Regions from separate parts of the Ovis aries genome. Here region 1 is linked to region 2. Evidence: chromatin contacts called from public Hi-C data. All regions are on one chromosome and are shown on one strand. Each heading gives the region's core, a stretch centred on a gene start, on an enhancer-like site or on the middle of the called end of the contact. The rest is flanking DNA. Distances are from core to core; before and after follow the strand shown. Region 1 holds the start of ATP6V1D (ATPase H+ transporting V1 subunit D). Region 2 holds the start of GPHN (gephyrin).

Region 1 (4,118 bases), core at 110-2,609, 710 kb before region 2:
CTTAAATCTACAAGTCTATTCTCATCGGTGCTGAAAATACGGCAAAATGATACGAAGAATAATAAACTCTTCAGTTGTATCTTTTAGTTTCGTCTTAAGGACTGACTCATCCTACACAAACGCAGAACTTCAGCGACAGGGTAACAAGAGCTTCGATTTTTAATATTAAGTGGTCAGGTTAACAAACTATTCTTGGATATTTTTTTTTTTTTTAACTCAACTCTTGTCAAAATCGTGGCCCAATCCACAGGTTCCTTGAAGTGTCCTGTCTGGTCACCACTGAGAGGTAGTATTTGCCGGGGAGGAAGAAGGGAAAAGAAAAAAGGATGGAATTCGCAGGCCTAGAGACAGCAAAGTGCTCAGCGTCCTGGGGCGGGGTGTCACGGCGTTCTCCCCAGGCCGCCCCACCTCAAGACACCCGCCACTATCAGCATATTGACGAGGCTGTCCCATCACTTGGCCCACTCGCCTTCGCGAGATTCCTCCGTCCGTACCATGACACCTCTGCTACACCGGGAGGCCGACACGCAGCCGGCGGGTGGCGGCAGTCATGTCCAGACACTTCCCGCGCGGGGACGGGAAAAGGAGGGGGTGTTAGCTCCGGGGCCTACCCTCTACCGACCACCCATGTCCCTAGACGCAATCAAAGTGAATTCCTGGAAAAACCGATCAGAGAGACTAGTCACCTGAGGTATGTGTGTGAGTCCCACACCAGGCTCCCACGCCACGCTCTTCAGTAGGAGAGATAAGACTCGATCAGCCCTCAGCAGCCGCCGACTTTCTTCAGCGTGTGCTTCGGTTGACCACACCGCGCATGCGGAACCAGCTCGCAGCACGCAGGCGCCAACCGGAGAGAGACACCCCCCCCCACCCGCCCTTCGTCACTGACCATAGAGTCCAGGTCCTCCGAGGACAAATAATGTGGACCTTAGGAGGACCTGAAAAGTACGTTTCCTCGTTATCTTTAGCTTTCTCTAAATAACCGTCAAGGCTCAGGTAAAAGTGAAGACTAATTCCTTGTCCCTAAAGCATAAATCCTCGCTGGAACCTTCAGTCAATCAGGAGGTGGCGCTGTGACCAAAGATGAAAACTGGAGGAAGAGAAGGAGTGTACTCTTACCTGCTCTTTCGCTCGGCGCGTGCAGAACCGAGCGCAGCAGCCTGGGAGGTGGAAGGGGAGGGGCTAGAAGGCGAACCGGAAATGAGGGGGCGATTCCGGGGTGCGCGGCCTCAACATCCGGGCATCGCCTTCTTCTTGTCCTCGCCCTCCCCATACCCCCGCCCTCACCCGAACCGACCGGAAGGGGAAATGAAGGCTGTATAGCTTGGCTTCCTCTTAGCAACGGGAGAGGGTCACGTGACACACCAGCTGACTCCGGTAGAGAAAGACTCAGTGGCTGGGTTGTTGCAGCCACGGTTGCCCGGCCAGGGACCCGAGCCGAACAGTCATCGTCAGAATGTCGGGCAAAGACCGAATTGAAATCTTTCCCTCGCGAATGTAAGTAAAAATGGAACGAGCAGGTGTTCAGGAACACCTTCCTGAGCCGCTGTCCCTTCATTACCCTAGAGCGGCGGGGCTCCTTGTATCTTGGGCCTATCCTGAGCTCTCAGGTCTCTTCCTGAGTCCAGGGCAAGGCTCCCTGACGAGCCCCTTTGCTCTGAGTTGAACCAGACTGGACAGAGTCCAGCCCGAGCTGCTGACTTTTGTGGAGGTCCGCTGACTTCAGTCATTAATCGGGCCATTCGTACCACATTCCCTATTGATCCGGGCAGTGGATTTATATAACTGTGAATTGTCGCTACTGCTTCCAGAATAGAGCTCACAGTTCAGTGAAGATATAGACCAGGAGACTAAATGCTTTGAGAAGGGAAGTTGACTGCGATGTGAAGCAGGCCAAATCGGGGGGCTGAATCTCCCTAACGTGGGCTTCAGGTTCTTCTTGGCAAGATCCCCTGAAATGTCACATGCGGTGGGAAGCTATCCCTGAATTTCTGAGGCGCTCATTTTGTTCCATCACCATTGCATCTCATTCAGTATCCATTATGTTAATATCGTCCATCTCACTGTAAAGTGGATAGAAGATTATGTACATTTACCACTGAACTGGGAACTCTCTCCAAGATGAGAGATGTCTTGATTGTTAATCGTCCACAAAAAAATGTTGTTTGAATGAACCCATGCCCGTGGAATCTATTCGGTTGTGGTCTCCTTTCTCTTTTGGTCTAAATTCTTCGGCAGGAGAAAATTTTGACGTTTTATCAAATGTGCCTAGCAACGTGTGGAAGATAAAGATTGCTCTTATTTGCCCTCTCGCTCTCCTCTTACTCTTTTTTCACTGAGGAGCAGAAACTCAGTTTTGCGTTGACAGTTAGATCTTTTGATTTTGGCCCTATCTCTGTGTTGTTTTTCTTCTTCCTGACTTTTCTCAGAGAATCTGAGGACGGTTAAAGTAAGAGTTTATTTAAACCCCAAACCTAGATTTCTGTCTCTTCCTGGGTGGCTGCAGCTTTTAATGAAATGAAGGGGGTTTTGTTTGGTTTTTACCTTATCTATTGACTTTCTAATAGCTGTTTGCCTTAGGTAGGAAGCCAGTCAGTTGTGGAGAAAGGCAGTGCCTTCGTAAATAGATAAAGATCAGGAATACCCTAGGGTTGTGAGGACTGTAGAACTCCCAGCACTTATGACCCTGACTCCATCCAAACCCCTGCACTGAGAGACCACCGGACTCTAGCTTGGTTTTTGGGAGCCTAAGATTGTGTTCCTGAGATGACTCCAGCACCCAGTAAAATGCTGGCCTAAGAAAGCTCATCTACCCAAATAGGCAACACCATCGCTGTGCCTCTGACCTCCCTTCCTTAATTGCATGCTAGCAGACACAGTTGGCCTGCTGGCATTTCCATTGCTCAACCTTTTGGAATTTTTCTCTTCTCCAAATCCTGTCCACTTACTCCTTTTAAAATGCCTAATCACCTGTGCACCATCGGAAAGGAGCTCAGCTCTTTACCCTGCTGTCAGCAGTTACTGAATAATGTCTCTTTTCACATGTCGCTTTAATTAATGCCTTGCTGTGTTTATCTTTGGTAGTAGTCAGAATGTTAACATTTTGTTGTTGATGTTTTTACTTTAAGACTAGGAGGTGCGAATACTCTTATTTGGGCTTAGACATGAATGATAGGTTTGGGGAGGTGACAATTTGCTGTTTGAGAGTGTTCAGCTTGCTGATTTAGAGGAAAATCGGGTGCAGGAAGTAACTGCTCTTCTAAATATTTTCCCCAAGGCCTATCAGCAGGTACTTTGTCATGTAGTCAGATGTCTTTGATTCAGCTGGAAGCAAAGTCATCATCCTAGCTGAAGGTCAAGCATTTTTTGTAGGGCCAAGCAGCTTTGAAACTTATAAAAGAAGTTTTTTAAGAGCTAGGCTAGAAAATACACTAGTGATTTGTTTCAGACACTTTCACCTTATTGTATTATGCTGTAAGATGGCGCTGTCACCTCCTTAGGCACCAGAGAGCAAAAACAAGTTCAGAGTGAAAGCAAAAGAGGCACGAAGGATTCGGCGTCTGCAGAGATCAGTCACATCAAGGTTCTACTACATGCTAACTGTAGGCCCTCAGGCAAATCACTCTTTGAGTTTCAAGAATTAAAATTTGTCTATTTCACCAGAAAATAAATACAGATTAAAATTAACATGAATTCACAAACAGTTCACCTTTTCACTGTAGACTTGCTGCCATCTGCAGTACCAGGATTTGACTTAAATTTGGTTCAACTCATTGAACCCAAATTCTGGTGGTTAGTGTCAACAACATGGTATGTTAAATGTACACAATGGGGAGCATAGCTCCTACTCAGGCTGGAAACAACCAGCTGCACTTGGGTAGACCTCCAAAATGAGGCTAGTCAGTGCAGTTTCAATTTCAGCCACAAAATAGCTGAAAAATAGCTAGTTTTTCAAAGACAGAGCTGTTTGCCTGAGGTGGTTTATAATCTGTAGCTGAAGCAGTGTGGCACAGGTTGGGGTACAGAGGACTTAGGTTTGAGCCTTAGTTTGAGTCTTGGTTAAATCACTAGTCAGAAATCTTGATCAGGTTCCTGCTCTGCCTTTTCTTCACTGAGCA
Region 2 (3,604 bases), core at 632-3,131:
TGGACAGTTGACACACTTTGGTTTCTATTAAGCTTTACTCTCACTACTCTATTAATTTTAAATTCTAAAGTGAGAGCTGAGGGCTGATATACGGTATACAATTTTACATCCCGCAAAAAGACTCTAAATATCAGCAATGTCAACGCCAAGATTGCTGAGTTACAACTGAATCTTCACACAAAGCAAGAGCTTCAGCACCAAAAGAAGCGAACAGCGCATCTTCTAACAGTGGGGGTGGGGGGTGGTTTCCCTTCCCTGCAACAGATTCAGACTAGTTTCACTATCGCGGGGGCTTTCAATTAGGAAAATTCAATAAATTACTATTAACATCTGGAAACAATATCAGAGAAAGACGACCCAGTTAGTTAAAAGGGAACAAGGGGTACCATGAGTATCTTCATAAAACTCAGCAGCCAAATTAAGCTTTGCATTCTTTATCAACAGAGATTTTTCTCTGCCTAATAAATAATAATAAAGCAAGTCTCATTCCATTTAGTCCCTTCTCGAGCTCCGTCTCAACCTGTCAGAATCTGACAAGGGAAAAAAAAAAAAGAACTCTGTGTGTGTGTGTGTGTGTGTGTGTGTGTGTGTGTGTGTGTGTGGTGGGGCGGGGGGGAGGGGGGGGGGGAGAACACGAGGATTCCCGTCTACATCGTTTCTTTTTCCAAAATCAGTAAGTCTTGGATTTCCTTCCCTCGGAACTAAGCTCTCAGGTTCCAAATATAGTTCTTTAACCCCCACCTCGCCACTCAATTACATAGAAACCTTACCAACTACAGAACCACAGCAGAATCGCCTACAAATCGGTTTGCTATTCATCTCAGAAGTCATGCCCTGCAGCAACTGCCTGTCGCCGAACTGAGGGATATTACCCAAATACAACGCAACGGAATCAGACATGCAGAGCACACACGGCTTCCGCGAGGGAGGGAAACTCGACCCGGGAAAAGTGCGCTCCTCACAAGCCTCGGGAGGGTGGGGGGAGGTCCCACAAGGGAGGGGGACAGAAGAGCCCGAGTAGGGGAATCCTTCCCTCTTAAGTAGAAAGGCTGGATCCCCAGTCGCAGGCTACAGCCTTCCCTCTAAGAAAACGAAGAGGCGGGCAGAGGGCCCTCCACTTGGGAAGGCAGAATGCAAACACTTTCCGAGGTCCGGGCGCAAGCCGATCCCCACCTCCCGGGGTGGGGAACGAAAGGTGTCCCATGGGTGGCAAAGGGGATTCCCGGCTCGCGAGGGGCAGCCTGAGACCGAGCAGAGTTTCGCCTAAAGAACACCCATGTCGTCTGTGGCCGGTGCCCCGGGAAAGCACTGCTAGAGCAGCGCGGGGCCGCCCAAGTAGGGGGAAGGGAAAAAGAGGGAGGGGGTGGAAAAGGGATTTCCCCCCTCTCTGGGACAAGCAGTAGCCGAGGGAGCGCGCGGGCCAGCCGAGAGCGGCTAGCTTCAGACTGCGGAGCCGGGATCCCGTCGCCTGCCAGGAGCCCCGCAGCGCCCGCCGCACCGGCCCCTCGGTCCCCAGGGGCCCAGGACTTCGGCTGCGAAGGCACTGGGGCCTGACATCCACGGGATCGGCCCCAGCTCCCGGGGGACCCCGCGGGAACACCCCAACCTCCCAGCACCTCTCAGCGGTTGTAAAAACGTCCGCCCCCCCCACCCCGTCCCCTTCCTCTGCCTTCCCTTCTCCCGAGGCCGCAGAGAAGGGTCATCACAGGCAAGAAGCCTGAGGCAAGCCGGGGACAGCGGCCGCGGCGGTCCTGGACCTCCTCCCCCGGTTACCTGTGAGGACTCCAACCCGGATTTGGTGGTCGTGGTTAGTGAGGATCATTCCCTCGGTCGCCATGTTTCCCAGCGCAGTCACCGCACTGACAGGAGCCGGGAGAAGCCAGAGCCCGGAGCGCGCGGGCCGGGAGCGCGCTCGCCTTGGAGAGCGCGAGAGCGAGAGCGCCCGGGGAGCGCGAGCCGAGCAGGGAAGGAGGGGGAGGCGGCCGAGTGCTCCGCGGCCTGCGCGAGTGAGAGGCCGGGCCCCGAGCGCGCGAGTCCGCGGGGGGGATGGGGGGGCGGAGTCAGGGCGCGGGACCCCGACTTCAGGTCGCAGGCGAAGAGCTGCGGGGGGGAACGCGGTGGCTGCCTAGGGAGACCGCGCGGAGGCGTTGGAGCGAGGCGGCAGAGACTCGTGCCGCTCTGCGGAGCGCGAGACCCAGCGCGGCTAGTCGGCAGGAGACTAAGGGGAAAGGAGAGCACAAGCTCCCGAGATTGCGGGGGTGGACTCGGGCCAGGGGCGGAGCTACACCGCGAATCGTGGAACTCGTGGAGAGTGAGGGGAGGAGTGAGCGCTCGGTTGCGAAGTGCTGGGAGCGGGAAGGAGGCGGCCCAGCCCAAACTGGACCGGGGAACGCTCCTGGGCGCGCGAGTAGCGCCGGATTGGCTAGGAGAACGCGGAGCGAGTGCGCGCGAGACACGAACGCAGGTTCCGCCGAGCCCCAGACAGAAGCAATCCCCTGCCGAGCCCGGCTCCCGGTCGTTTGTCAGCGACCCCGGCCGGCTCTTGGGGCTACGGAGCCCGCTCTCCCGAAGAAGAGAAAGGCTCCAGGGAGCCTGAAGGTGCCTTAGAAACCTGCGTGAGTGGCACAACCCCCAATTACTGTGACAGCCCGCGGTGAGCGAGGGAGGAGGTATCCTATCCGGCCTCACCTTCCCGCTTGCTTTTTCAGTCGACTCGACCTGCCGGAGGATTTCCCAACTCCAAGGCTGTACCTACAGGAGGATCCTCACTACAGAAGCTTAGGAGCCTGCGGCAGAAATAGCAGGCTTGAGAAATAACAGACTTCTGCTCCCCACGCTGTCCCATGGTTTTGTGGTATCAGGCTTCTTCGCTAGAGGCTCTGCTTTTAGTTGAAAAACACCAATCTTAGACAATGAGATTAGAAAATGTTTTTCCCACCTGAGCTACAATCGCAAAACTGGAAATAGAACCCCTGTGGTGGCAATTTTCATTTCAGTATTTGTGGGATGTGAAATTACCATGAAAATAGCTTTTGTTGACACTTATCTTCATGTGTCTTTCATGAAGTGTTATTAATCACCTGTGGCTATTTCACATCGGTTTCTTAGTTCTTTCTAGCCCTTTCAACTTCTGAATAAAACATGTACACCCATATATGTATAATTTTTCTTCTCAAAAACAGTAAAACTGGGAAGCATAAAAAATGAAATATGTCCCCAAAAAAGTATAATTATCATTTGTACACAATGAACATCTCAATTTGATGGTTATATGAGTTTTATGCCAACTAGAACGTGGACTAATCTCTAACTGAAGATTCATATTTTTACGTATTTCATTTTAAATAATGGGAGTACATAGGAGATGATGGGTGGAATTGAGGTAGAATAAAATTAATTAGCAAAATTACTTGAGTATGTATTACTAGTATTTTTGACAGGATTTAAAAATGAAGCCATATCATGAGCCCACTTCCTATAATAATATGGGAAGCATGTTTACTTTATTTCAAACAAAGATAAGCAAATAGTTGGTTACTTTACCTTTCTATCTTTATTCCCTCTAAGGCCCCATAGTCTGAAATAATTTTAAAATGTCTTGTAT

Evidence for each region. Hi-C and Micro-C count contacts between places; a contact is called where the count stands out from the background.
Region 1: a contact with region 2 is called in a Hi-C map of tail adipose tissue, with 3 times the contacts expected there. The contact joins the promoter of ATP6V1D here to the promoter of GPHN in region 2. A contact is called at or near these places in 3 of 16 Hi-C or Micro-C datasets (blood, hypothalamus and tail adipose tissue).

The regions. Positions count from the first base shown.
Region 1 is chr7:77,315,406-77,319,523 of ARS-UI_Ramb_v3.0, reverse strand. ATP6V1D (ATPase H+ transporting V1 subunit D) reads left to right here and starts at 1,359. Exons shown (of 8, transcript XM_060418191.1): 1 at 1,359-1,497. The coding sequence starts at 1,457. It overlaps EIF2S1 (eukaryotic translation initiation factor 2 subunit alpha), which reads right to left and starts at 1,310. Exons shown (of 8, transcript XM_004010732.6): 1 at 1,120-1,310.
Region 2 is chr7:76,604,270-76,607,873 of ARS-UI_Ramb_v3.0, reverse strand. It overlaps GPHN (gephyrin), which reads right to left and starts at 1,881. Exons shown (of 24, transcript XM_060418189.1): 1 at 1,774-1,881. The coding sequence starts at 1,837.